Linked DNA regions of Sus scrofa: region 1 is linked to region 2. The links are chromatin contacts, called in public promoter capture Hi-C maps. All regions are on one chromosome and are shown on one strand. Each heading gives the region's core, a stretch centred on a gene start, on an enhancer-like site or on the middle of the called end of the contact. The rest is flanking DNA. Distances are from core to core; before and after follow the strand shown. Region 1 overlaps ANXA6 (annexin A6). Region 2 holds the start of CCDC69 (coiled-coil domain-containing protein 69).

Region 1 (7,028 bases), core at 2,645-5,144, 93 kb before region 2:
AAGGCACCCATCACCCTAGCCCAAGCTGCTTCCAGAAAGCCCTCCTGGGCTGCTCTTCACAGTCCTTGGCATCAGCCTTCTGCTCGTACAAGGCAGAGGCGTCAGAAGGGTGGATCGATTGGGACCAGCCCCCCAGTGAGAGAGAGCCTAATGCAGGTAGGATCTGAGGCTCACAGGGCCTAAGATCTAGCTCCTCATCACACAAATAAGGAAACTGAGGCCAGAGAGGAGCAAGGACTCACCCAAGGTCTCCCAGTGACCCTGGCTGAGAAAAACCCAGCTGTCCTAACACCCTATATGGTGTTCTTTACATGACAGGGAAAATAAGAGAATAATAAGCAGCAAACTCAGAGTGGTGGTTACCCCCACGTGGAAAGGCAGAGTGCTGTCATCAGCGGGGGTGGGGGGAGACCCACCCTGGAGGTTTCAACTACATGAGGAAGAAAATTCTATTTCTTAAGCTCAGTGGCATCAGGTCTACAGAGTAAGCTTCTCCTACTCTCTCTCTTTTATTTTTTTGGCCACAGTGTACAGTGGCTTAAGGTGGGATCTCAGCTTCCAGACCAGGGATTGAACCCAGGCTGTAGAAGTGAAAGGGCAAAATCCTAACCACTAGACCACCAGGGAACTCCCAAAGCATCACCTACTCTTTAAACCTTCTTATTGGTCTGGAATGGTTCATTATAAAATTATTAAAAAATAAAAAGGGGAGACAAAAGGATGAGTGCGTACCTCTCACCATCTCACCCCACCCTCCCCCAAAAGGGCTGTGGGCTGTGCGCATGTGTGGGGACACCCCAAGCCCAGGTGAACCCTGTTTCCTTCCCCGTGGGTCCCTCTTCCCAGGGGCTGAGCACCCACCAAAGCCCTTCATGGCGTTGTACAGAGTCTCGGCATCCTGGCTGGGATCGAAGTTAGGGAAGTCATGAATGGAGCCACGGTACCTGGCACCCTGTGGAGAGAAGAGCAGAGGGTGCGCTGCCAACCTGGCCGTGACTGGGGCTCCCAGCCCCAAACCCAGCTCACACTCTCAACCCTGGTCATAGGTCCCTGCTGCACCTGAAATAAGCAAGTATTTGTTACAAATCCCCAAACCCACACTCCACAACAGCCATGGCAAGACCTCGGGTGTATTTTCACGATTCTCTGTGCTGACCCAAGACACGAGGGGATGGAACCTGTCCACCTCTCTCTCCCCCACCCATGCTCTCCTACTCCGGACACTGATGTCACTCACCCAGACGGTGGCTGAGATCCCTGCACCTAAAAGGGAGCACCAACTACAGAAAGCCCAGGCAAGGGGAGGGAGGACTCTCCCTGTGCCTCCTGCCACCACCTGCCCCAAGGACGTGCCCTTTCCCTCTGGGGGCGGCTCAGACCAGCCCTCTGCTCTGCTCCATCTTTCCAGGACACAGGAAGGACAAAAGCCAGAGAGAGTGCGGGGGTGGGATGACGGGGGACGGGCCCCTCACAGTGATGGCACAGTGTACAAAGCCCTTTCACTCTACAATGGTGATTATTTTAGATCTTGTAGAAGCACTGAGGATGAAGTCTATCAGAAACAAAGACACCGAGAGCTCCCATCTTGGCTCTGTGGTCATGAACCCAACTAGCATCCATGAGGATGTGGGTTTGATCCCTGGTCTCGATCAGTGGGTTAAGGATCTGAAGTTGCCGTGAGCCGTGTAGGTCATAGATGCACCTTGGATCTCACTTTCCTGCAGCTGTGGTGTAGACTGGCAGCTGCAGCTCCGATTCAACCCTTAGCCTGGGAACTTTCATATGCCCCGGGGTGCAGCCCTGAAAAGCCAAAAAAAAAAAGAAAAGAAACAAAGACAGAGTCTCTCTTGCTGGGATCACATAGAACCCAGATTTCTGGCCTGTTCCTTTCTGCTCTCCAGCTCCAGAAACCTGCAGCTGCCAGCTTCCAAGGGTGGTGTCTTGGCCTGGGCGGGGGGTGGGGAGGCCAGGCCCAGAGTTACCCTCAGAATCAGTGCCCAGACGAGGTGCCACTCCTCTGGGCCCAGTAAACTGAGCCGTGAACTGGCATCTGAGGACAAGCTGGCTGGGTCCGGGGGTGAAGGGAGGGAGAGGCAGAGCCAGAGAATTTTCGAAGTTGAACCTGAGGAGGGCTGGTTCACAGAGAAGGCAGATGTGGGTCAGCCACACAGCCCTGGGATGCATGGGCCTCAGAGAGCAGCTGGGGGCTAGGAGAGCCGAGGAGGTCAGAGCCCACCGTGAAGCACCCAGCTCCGGGCCAGAACACTTAGCCTGTGCCAGGCCAGCTGCAAAGGGCTGAAGATTCAGGGAGAAAGAAGAGCCCAGCCCGACTTTATGAGCTTCAGACCCAGTGGAGGAGAGACGCTAGCATACACATGACACAGAGCTTGTGATAAATGCCCAGGATGGAGGCAAAGCAACGTGGGAAGAAAATAGAGGGTAATTTCAGCTGGATGAGGGGGGGTGACCTGCACAAACTATGCCTTAAAGGAGCAAGGAGTGCATGGGGGCAAATGCGTCTCTGTCACCTGCTGTGTCTCCCAGCGCCCGCTCTGCAGGACCTGACCAGGCGTTTGGATGCTCCGTGCTTTATGTCTGCCGTTGCTGGCTCCTCTGAGGTATGCATGCGTGGGTGCAGGGTTGCTATTTAAAGTTCTGACAGGGAGGGTGACCAGAAAGGGACATGGCCCGCTTCCCGCCACTCATGAATCTCCTGCAACCCGATCACAGCCCTGGGCAGAGAAGGAAAGAGTAACACACGCCAAATACCCAGATCAGAAAAGAGATACTACTCCCTTTAGCAAGCTCCATCTGTTTTGCATTTGTTTTGCTCGCTGATGTATTCCCAGCACCTAGCTCAGGGCTTGGCACAACTAGACGCTCACTGTTTCATAGGTAGGTAGGTGCGCAGGCGGATAGTGACAGTGAATATACCCTGAGCAGATCAAAGAAGACCTCCTGGAGGAGGAGTCTATGCTGAGCCCTCGAGAATGAGTAACAGCTGGCCCAAGGGGTGGGGGAGGACAGGAAATGGCTTCTACAGAGCACCAGCGCAGCAAAGCCTGGAGCCACGAGCACGCGAGAACATTCAGAAAAGCAAGCCCAGATTCTTCAGTGCTCAAGCGGACGCCCAAAGTCGCCCAAAGTTTCCAAGATCCTGGGACTGTAAATAGCCAGGCGGGTAAGAGGGAAAGAGGGGAAGATGGAAGTGGAGCCCACCCTCCCCCCAGGAGGAAGGGCAGAGGTCCCAGCAGCAAACCCTCCCTCCTGCTGCTGCTCCTCCTCCCCCAGAGCGGTAGTGGAGGGAGCATCCGGGGCAGAGGACGTCTAAGGGCCAGATGAAGCGATGCCATGTGGGGGCAGAAGAAGTCTAAGGACTGACACACAGCTCCATCCAAATGCTCCCTTAGAGGCGGGCTTGGCCAGCAGCAAGGCTGTCTCTCTTCCATGTGGGGCTCTGCACCACAATACTCCAATCTTTCAGGGGACTGCCCGCAGACTAGTTATCACAGCACCTGGCAGGATCACAGCCACGGGTAAGGGGGGACAGGGAGGGACCCGGCACTGGTCACATTTAGAGACGCAGAGATCATTCTTCGCATCACCCAGGTTTTCCCACCATCTCATTCTCACCCCAACCTGGAGAATTTGCATCTCCAAGTGCCACCCGTGCAGCTGTCCCCTCTCCTCCACCTCACCCTGGCCTCTTGCCACTCCCCTGGCAGGCAGGGTCCTGGCCTCAAGTATCCGCGATGGAGGCGAGGGGGAGCAGAGAAGGGATTTTCCACCCTGAAATATGCAGCAGGTCCTGCTGCCAGCTGGTGAGCAGCCTGGACCCCGGACTCTGCGGTCTCAGGCCCCGCCCAGGTCTCAGGCCCCGCCCAGGTTGCAGCTGGAGCAGGAGTCCCGAGGCTTCTCGGGGGCAGAACTGACGTCACCCAGAGATGTGGCTGCCTGGTCAGGACTCCACCTGAGAACCACCCTGACCAGAGCTGACCCTCGTCTCTGCAGCTCCTGGCACTCCACGCTCCAGCACCTGCCCCTCTGGCCCTGTCCTCAAAGTGTGTCCAGCCGCATGTTCAAATCCAGAATATCCCTGTGAGACAGAGGCCACAGATCCCGGCTTCTCAGCCTTTCTGGGACATCACACTATTTCTTCACGACTTCGGGTCTCACGTTCCTTCTTCTGGAGGGAACAATAGGGAGAAAGGCACAGCGATCACAGTAGAAGGGGAATGACCTGGGCCAGAGGAAAGATGGGTGGCTTGTGCTGTGCCTGTGTGTGTGCACGCGAGCACGTGTGCTCTGTGTGTGTGTGGGGGGGGCACCAGGAACAGGGCTGGGATGCTAAGAATTAGGCACATTAGACACAAACGTCAGCTCAGTGGAAGGAAGATCCTTCTCACTCTTCTCTAGCACAGATGGTACCCAGTTGACAATGGCTCAGCTTCAATTTTTTGACTTTGCAATGGTACAAAAGCAACTCACATTTGGAGTTCTCATTGTGGCTCAGTGGTTAACGAATCCAACTAGGAAGCATGAGGTTGCGGGTTCGATCCCTGGCTTTGCTCAGTGGGTTAAGGATCTGGCGTTGCTGTGGCTGTGGCGCAGGCCAGCAGCTACAGTTCCGATTCGACCCCTAGCCTGGGAACCTCCATCTGCTGCGACAGCAGCCCCCAAAATGGCAAAAAGACAAAAAACAAAAAAAACCCCATGCATTCAGTAGAAACTGTACTTCGAACTGTAACTTCTGATCTTTCCCGGGCTGGCGATGTGCTGCACGCTCCTGCCACGATGCCAGGCAGGGCAGCAGCCGCAGCCCCCAGACGACCACATGATCACGAGGGTGAAAAACTAATAGATTGACAGGCATTCTGCCCCCACACAACATTCTGTTTTTCACTTTCAGTGCCGTAGTCGGTACGTTACAGGAGATATTCCAGACTTTATTATGAAACTGGCTCTGTGTTCGATGACTCTGCCCAACCGCAGGCTGATGTAACGGTTCTGAGCACCGTCAAGGTAGGCGAGGTTCACTCGGATGTGCAGTGGGGTAGGTGTATTAAATGCATTTTTTTTTTTTTTTTGGTTTTTTTGTTTTTTAAGGACTGCACCCGTGGCAGATGGTGGTTCCCAGGCTAGGGGTCCAACTGGAGATAAAGCTGCCAACCTACGCCACAGCCACAGCAACACAGGATCTGAGCCGCATCTGCGACCTACACCACCGCTCACGGCAACGCCGGATCCTTAACCCACGGAGCGAGGCCAAGGATCGAACCTGCAACCTCATGGTTATTAGTTGGATTCGTTTCCACTGCGCCACAACAGGAACTCCTAAGTGCATGTTTGACTGAGGATATTTTCAATTGCCCATGGGTTTATCGGCACGTAATCCCATTATAAGTTGAGGATGAACTGTGTTGTCTTCGGCCACACCCTCTCTCCCCAACCCGGCCTCCAACCACCCAAACTGCTGTCCTGAACACACTAGTCTTCCCTCTCTGGCCCTGGGTTCTGGCACCCCCTCTACTTAAAGCAATCTTAGCTACAAGCAAGAGCTGCAGGGTGGCAGAGCCCATTACTGCCACTGCGATCACTGTACCGTTCTTCCCACTGTTTCCTCCAGAAGAGGGAACTTGAGGCCCAAAGTCGTTCTCTAAAGCATCCTCAGCATCCTCCCTGCTCAGCCCGGAGTAGCTCCCTTCAGGCAGCTTTCCTCTTCCCTCATCCTATGTGTCCCCAGAGCTCCACTGCTGCCCGCAGTGGAGCAATAACACCATGCAGAGAGGGTGCCCACTCGTCCCATAGGACCCCCAAGGCTCTGCCATCCTGCAACTCTTGCTTGTAGGATGTCTATGGCCCCTGGTCCATGGCAATAAGAACCCACAGGTCAGCCAGGCAGATAGCTTGGTCCGGGAGCACTGGACCAGGAGTCCCAAGCAAGATCTGTGCCCTAGGACCGGGCCACCCTGGTCTTCCAGGGCCTGGTCTGTCCACTTGGGTCATCCAGAACCCTCCGGTTTGAATGCTTCTCAGGAAGTAACTCTGGGATGGGCACACATGGGAAATGGGGGAGCAAAGATATATGCCTTGGATCTTTGCCCATAACCATTGGCACTCTTTCCTCCTGGTCAGAGGCCACCTGTGCAAACCAGGCTCCTCAAAGGTTGACAGGGAGGCCGTGGCTAAGACTCTTTTGAGTACTGATCCTCTATCATATAATATACTGCGCTCCTCAAAAATAACGAATATATATCCTTTTTTTCTCCACTTTTTTTATTACTCAATGAATTTTGTTTGTTTGTTTGTCTTTTTGCACGGTATGTTCCCACAGCATATGGAGGTTCCCAGGCTAGGGATCTAAACGGAGCTGTAGCTGCTGGCCTACGCCAGAGCCACAGCAACACGGGATCCGAGCCGCGTCTGCAACCTACACCACAGCTCACGGCAACGTCGGATCCTTAACCTGCTGAGCGAGGCCAGGGATCGAACCCGCAACCTCATGGTTCCTAGTCGGATTCGTTAACCACTGAGCCATGATGGGAACTCCACTCAATGAATTTTATTACATGTGTAGTTGTACAACGATCATCACAGAGAATAGATATCCTTAAGGCCCTTGCGCTTGGGGTGGCAAGTCACAAAGATGGGAAAAAAATGTAGTTAGCACTGAGCTCAACTACTCTGGAATGGAAAGTGGGGCCCCAGAGAAGGTAAGAACTCCCCCAGGATCACGCAGCTCCTGTATGAGGTCTGTGGACGACAAGCTCTGCCATAGGCGTGAGGGACCAAAGGGCCGAGTCAGGCATCCCTCAGTTTGATTCTCCCTTTTCAGTCCCATCACGGCAGTGACCATGTCTCCTTCGCTAAGGCCAGCCAATAGGGATCATTCTCAGGCAAACCCTGGCACTGCATGATACCCAGCTCCGGCCAAGGACAGGCCCCGGTCCTGGCCACACACAGGAGTAAGAGCTCTGATACACCTCAAATTCTGCAGCCCAGTAAAGTGCTTAGACATGAAAGACTGG
Region 2 (6,603 bases), core at 1,155-3,654:
GCCTGCGAGGGCGGGTGGGGGATGAGCCTGGAAGCTCATGCCTTCTGGGGGAGGGGGTAGCACCGGGATGATAAATAGAGCAGGAGCACAGCACAGAGGGATGGCAACAGGCATGAACTTTAAACAAAACTGGCTTATAAATCCTGCCACGCAGGGGCACAGGCCTGGCACTACTGGAGGAGGAAGACAAGCCAGGCTGTTCCCAGGCAAGAGGGTGGCGGCTTTAATGCCAAAGGGCTTTGGGAGCCACATGAAGCCACTGGAAGCATCACATGGGGCAGAGGCAACACGGGTCTTTCTCCAGGCTTCAGCCCAGGTGGTACCCAAGGCCCTTTCCCACTGGGATCGCCTGGGCCGGCTTTATGCCCTTTACAGCTTAGGACAGGGGGTCCAATTCAGGCTGGGCCGGGGACAGACAGGGACAGCTGGCAAGGTCCAGGAGGCAGGGGAACCCACGCTCGCTGGGGTCTCCTCTTCCAGACTAAGAGTCAAGGCCTGGAATAGGGCTCCTCCTCCAGCCTCCTCCCGCCACCGTGTAGATGGAACTCACCCTTGGCCCACTTTGCAGGCTGAGAGGTTGACACAGGGGCAGAAAACACAGACTCTCAGAAGCCATCCCGCTCACCTCTCTCCCTCTGCAGTTAGAGGGAGAAACGGAGGCCCAGAGAGCACGGGGGCTTCCTTGGGGGTCACACAACATGTTTGTGGCAGAACCAGGATCAACACTGAGGCTCAATGTCCACCTGACACCAGCCTGGTTCTAAGTCTCAAGCCAGGCTCAGGTTGATCTGCTCTTGCTCCCAATAGCCAGCCCTCTGCTTCTGCTGCTGAAGGCCAACCTCAGTTTCCCTGTTGGAGCCAGAGAAGATATGAGGGTTTCTGGGTCAGAGCTCTGAGGGGTTGTTTTTTTGAACTGGGAGTAAAAAGGAAGGCAGGGGAGGTGCTGTCCTTGGGACAAAAACTCTTCTCCCTGAAACAGGCACAGGGCAGGGAACAGGATCACTGGGGTTGGGGACAGTGATAGAAAAGCTTGTGCTTGGGCACAAGCAAAGCAGGCGAGAGAGAGACTCAAGTTCAATGAGCAGCTACTAAATAGTGTCACCATGTGGGGTCTGTCAGGGTCTCCAGGGGATGGATCGCCAAGTTTATAGACCACCTCCTCCCACCTGGCTGGAGGACAGGTGGCAGTGGGAAGAAGGCTCAGAACTTGAGGATAGCCCCTCCCCTCTCTGTGCCTCTTGCTGTCCTCTGGTTCCAGGCTCTGACCTTCGAGGCTTGTCAGACCCCAAGGGGCAGCTGGTCCCACTGCAAGAAACCCGAGTAGCGAGTAGCGTCTCCTGGGCCCTAACCCAGCTCAGAGGCCCCGTGGGGGGGGGGGGGGGGGGGGGAAGAGCTGCGCGGTGGATCGCCTCCCTGGTTGGCCCCTCCCAGCTACCCCTAGGACAGCCCACATGCACCGGCTCTGGGGCCTGAAGAGGCTTCAGACCAGCACTTCTCAAACTTGAAAGCCTATTGTAATCACCTGGGCATCTTGTTAAAAGGCAGGTTCTATTTTAACTCCCCCGGGGCACAGCCCCAGATTCTGCATTTCTAACAGGTCCCAGGTGATGCCCATGATATAAATCCACGGACCACTCTGCGTGTGGCAGCCCTGGACATAATCTGCTTCTTAATGGTGGGAAAGCCGAAGGCCCAGAGGGGTCAAGTCACAAGTCCATGGCCACACAGCGAGCAGCTCCGACCGACCAAGGAAAAGGGCACCTGCCATAGGCACTAACATTTTCCCAGTCTGCCATCCGGAATGAGCTGCTTTTCCCGGGCCCTGGGGCCGTGTTTGTAAACTCCGCTGCCCCGTGCAGCGCAGTCCAGGGCCGGGAGAGAGAGCGCGCCGCCCGGCCGAGCCGTCCCCACCTCCCTCAGTGCCGGCCTCTAGCAGTTGGGGAACCCAGGGAGCCGAGGGTCCCCTTCGGCGTAGCGGTTCCGTACTCCCTTCCCCTCCGAAGACAAACTTCTCCGCCGGCGCCCTTTACCTTTTTGGGGGGTTTGCAGCAACTCAGCCTGCTGTGTCCGCAGCCCATCCTCCTCCGGGGGCTCCCGGACGCCGCTTCCCAACTCCGGGGCCCCCAGAGAACCTTGCGGTCCGCGCCAGGCTGCCCGCTCCGCGGTCGGCGAGACCCTGAAACTGAACCTGGAAGCGCAGACTTGAGCCGGAGCTGGGGCGGCCGCGCGCCGTAAATACCCGAAAAGCAGGGCCTCCGAGAAGCCCTCAGGGCTCGCAGGGGCGCCGCCTGAGGCAGGTGACCAGAATCTTCGTAAATGATAGCGACTCGGGTCAGAGCGGAAAAGATCCCCACGAACAATGGATTCTTTCCAGGCTCGCTGCCGAGAAAAGGCCAGATAATTGCTACTAAAAGAATTATTTAGAAACACAACAGCTAGCCTTGATTGAGAGTTTCTGTCGTGGCTTCTTCGCACACATTATTTCTATTTCTTGCTCTCTTTGCCGCAAAGGTATGATTTCCTCCATTTTACAGGTGAGGAAAATGAGGCTCAGAGATAGGATTTGCCTAAGCTCCTGCAGCTAGGAAGTACCAGAGCCTAGATAAAATCCAGTTCTATGTCCAGAACCTAAGCTTCCAACTACTTCCCTACAAATACATAAGACTGTGAAGTTTAATTGTAATGCCTCCTCACTTCTGGGTCTATAGCTCTTTCCAGTTCACAAGCATTTGTAATATTCTATCTATCCAACTTTGTGAGGCAGATGCAGGGAGAACAGGACATAAATATCAGTGCCCGGGAAAAAGAACTTTTGTGTACCCTTGCTTTTTTTTTTTTTTAAACTAGCAGAGGTTTCCAGCAGTGGCAATCAGAAAAAAGACACCTAACTTTGAAAATTAGTGTGAGTGCGTATGCTAGAAACTTATACACAGCCCAGAGACCCTGGAAAGGTGGACTGATGCAAGGGATGTACGGTGATGGATGGAAAAAGAATGTGAGATCGCAAAAGAACTTCCCCCTCCCCAGAGTAGAAGACCGGTTGCAGCAGGTTCAAAGAAAGGAACCTGAGGACACGGGCAATATTGGGTTCTTGGAAAGAAGAGTCGTGTAAGGCGGTGGTTTACAAAGTATGATTCCCCAAAGCAGCAGCAGTTAGACGTAGAGACTACCACACGAAGTGAAGTTAGTCAGACAGTTGAAAGACAAACAGCATATGGTATCACTTATCTGTGGAATCTAAAAAAAAAGGATGCAAATGCATTTATTTGCAGAACAGAAACAGACTCACAGACTTTGAAAAACTTACGGTTCCCAAAGGAGACAGGTGTCGGGGTAGGGGAGGGGGGATGGACTGGTGGTTTGGGATGGGCACAGGCACACTGAGGTATATGGAATGACTGGCAAATGGGGACGTGCGGTATAGCATGGAGACCTCTACCCGATCTTCTGTGATCGTCTGTGGGAAAAGAGTCTGAAAGAGACTGGAAGAGTATACGTGGATAACCGCATCTCTTCCTTGTACAGCGGAAATTATAACAACATTGTAAATCAACTAGACGCCAATAAACTTTTCAAATGAAAACAACAACAAAAGAAATACAAACTCGGGGAGTTTCCTGGTGGCCTAATGGTTAAGGACTGGGCATTATCACTGCTGTGGCTTGGGTTCAGTCCCAGGTCTGGGAATTACCATATGCCATGGGCCTGGCCAAAGAAAAGAGAAAAGAGGAAAGAAACACAGATGCTCAGATCCCACCCAGACCTATGGATCCTAAACTCTGAGGAAGGGGATCAAGATTATCCAGCTTCCCAAGTCCTGAGCATATTCAAGTTGGAGAAGCACCTCTGCAGGATGGGCTGAATGGGTAATGAAGAAAGAGGTCTACTTAAATTATAATGATTACGGAGTTTCCATTGTGGCTCATCAGGTTAAGAACCCAACTAGTATCTGTGGGTATGCAGGTTCAATCCCTGGCCTTGCTCAGTGGGTTAAGGATCCCGAGTTGCCACGAGCTATGGCTTGGGTCCTAGGCCTTAGCTGCAGCTCCCATTTGACCCCTAGCCAGGGAACTTTCATATGCAGCAGGTGTGGCCCTAAAAAGAAAAAAAAAATTAAAATGATTATGAACTAGAGCTCATGATTTACTAAAAACCCCAACCAACCAACAAGCAAATAACCAGAACATAAATATCCAAGAAAAGAAGCTTAAGTTAATTATGATTTATCCATAAAAATAGAATGTCATGTCACCAATAAAAATAATGATGAGGATGAAGTTTTAAAATGTTATAAAAGGTAACAAATTCATCCTTATCTTAAAAAAGTGTGCATAGTGATTACCTCTAGATGAGGGTGAGATTTGGGATATTTAAAGCTATTCATTTTCTTATCTTTACAACATGAGTATATGCTTATTACTGATAAGAAAATGACTGTTGTAATAAGAAAAAGTTTTCAAAAAATATGTTTTTAAACCCAGGTATGAGATTGAGACAAGTTTTTCACCATCAAGTGGGTATGTGAGGAGTTCCCGTCGTGGCGCAGTGGTTAACGAATCCAACTAGGAGCATGAGGTTGAGGGTTCGGTCCCTGGCCTTGCTCAGTGGGTTAAGGATCCGGTGTTGCCGTGAGCTGTGGTGTAGGTCTCAGACGCAGCTCGGATCCCATGTTGCTGTGGCTGTGGTATAGGCCGGTGGCTACAGCTCCGATTTGACCCCTAGCCTGGGAACCTCCATATGCCGAGGGAGCGGCCCAAGAAATAGCAAAAAGACAAAAAAAAAGTGGGTATGTGAAAACTCAAAGAAATAGACAGTGGTTATGAATGAACTACCTAGAAAAGCAACGTAAAGAGCAAACAGGGCCAAAAATTGGGGGGTGGGGGGATCACACCAGTAACGCCCTGTGTGGTCTGAACCTGTTGTTTCTCCTTTTGGAGAGTTTCTCATCTGAACATCAAAGAACTGAACTTTCTACACTGATCTTGAATCTTAATGTCAACAGTTGAAATGAATAACTTGGACTGGTAGGTAGCAATCAGGGAGGCCAATTCTGTTCCCCAAGCCTCTGTTCTCAGGAGCGCTTGCCTTCAGCATCTTTAAGCTTCCTGGGAGACCAGGATCAGATTGCCTACTTCCTCTCAACTGGCTTTTCAGTTATGTGCTTTGAAGTTTCCGACAGAGGGAAACCCCGAAAGAGCTTCTGGTAGGAACTTGAGTTTGAACAAGTTGCTAATGAGATTTGGGGTGGTTGATGTGCTAGTCAGGTTCAGTTAGGTTTTGCTGCAGTGATGAATACAAATCTCAGCAACTTATCATGAGTGAAGCTAAGTTTTGCTCATAGCACATGCCCAGCATGGGGAGGCAGAGGGCTCAGCTTCACAGAGACACTGACACCATCCTGTGATGCAGCCATACCCATGCCATGACTTCAGGGGCTGCCAGGACAAAAGAAGGCAGGTACTGAGAATGGTGCCTAGAGTCTTAAGTCCTTCCACTCAGGAGAGACACATATCAAGTCCACTCGCATTTTGTTGACTAAAGCAAGTCCCATGGTCATGGCTGACTTCAAGAGGATGGGGAAATACACTTTGTGCCCAGGAGAGAACCAGAAATACTTGTGAATGGCGGAAATGCCTACCATAATTAGCAATCAATAAGCAGGTACAATGATGTGCCCATTTCTTGGGCAACCAGGATGACTAACGACCTCGGAAACTCCTTGGTTCTAGGGACATTGGGATTATTGGCTACCCTATGGGCAAGGCAGAATGAGGACGCAGTTCTTATCTTAAATTAGTTATAATCTGGGAGTTCCCACTGTGGTGCAGCGGAAATGAATCCAACTGATGTCTATGAGGATGCGGGTTCAATCCCTGGCCTCACTTAGTGGGTCAAGGATCTGGCATTGCATGAGCTATGGAGTAGGTCACAGACACAACTCAAATCCCGAGTTGCTGTGGCTGTGGTGTAGGCTGGCAGGTATAGCTCTGATTTGATCCCTAGCCTGGGAACTTCCATATGCTGTGAGTGTGGCCCTTAAACAAACAATCAAACAAACAAAAATTAGTTAAAATCTATTTTTTTATATTAGACCTCTACATTGAGAAACTTACCAAAGCAGGTTATAAAGCGAGTGTTGAGCCCTAGTCTGGAAACCTCCATGAGCTGTGGGTGTGCCCCTAAAAAGCAAAAAAAAAAAAAAAAAAAAAGTAATCCATATGGAAGTACAAGCATTAAAAGGAGATAAGAAACCAGGCTGGATGGGGCTGGGAAAGGAGCACCTCCAGGAGAAATACTAGAGCCAAGGGCCATTCATGGCAAAAGGAATCCTAGACTCCTAGGTTGGGATGGGATCTGATGCTTAGCCTCAGTTGCTTGCCACTCAGATAAATCTCTTATAATTTCCTTTCTATCGTCCCCCTTCCTACTGGGCTGGTGCAGTCTGTGAGTCCTTCCAGTGATGGGGAAATCTCTACTTATCTTTCAGTATCTAAGGGGAAGAGGAGAAGCAGGAAGGAGTAATTATAAAGAGGAAGGAACAGCATGGGTCAACTCAGGGTAGAGTGTGGAGGCTGGGACGTTGGGGAGCCAGAAATTAGTGTT

What was found. Promoter capture Hi-C pulls out the DNA fragments that hold promoters and counts their contacts.
Region 1: a promoter capture Hi-C map of fetal skeletal muscle shows a contact between it and region 2, with 3 times the contacts expected there. The contact joins the enhancer-like site here to the promoter of CCDC69 in region 2. A contact is called at or near these places in 1 of 5 promoter capture datasets (fetal skeletal muscle) and 1 of 2 datasets of contacts at active chromatin or transcription factors (skeletal muscle).

What each region holds. Positions count from the first base shown.
Region 1 is chr16:71,868,082-71,875,109 of Sscrofa11.1, reverse strand. ANXA6 (annexin A6) reads right to left here. Exons shown (of 27, transcript XM_005672613.3): 3 at 862-952. Among named protein-coding and RNA genes, the nearest start is that of ANXA6, 14 kb to the right of the region's middle. Within about 2 kb of position 3,894, at least 29 of the 83 cell types and tissues checked have an H3K27ac peak or open chromatin away from gene starts, as enhancers often do. A contact at or near this core is called in fetal skeletal muscle and skeletal muscle, where this site is marked.
Region 2 is chr16:71,774,037-71,780,639 of Sscrofa11.1, reverse strand. It overlaps CCDC69 (coiled-coil domain-containing protein 69), which reads right to left and starts at 2,404. Exons shown (of 11, transcript XM_021077105.1): 1 at 2,031-2,404. The coding sequence starts at 2,078.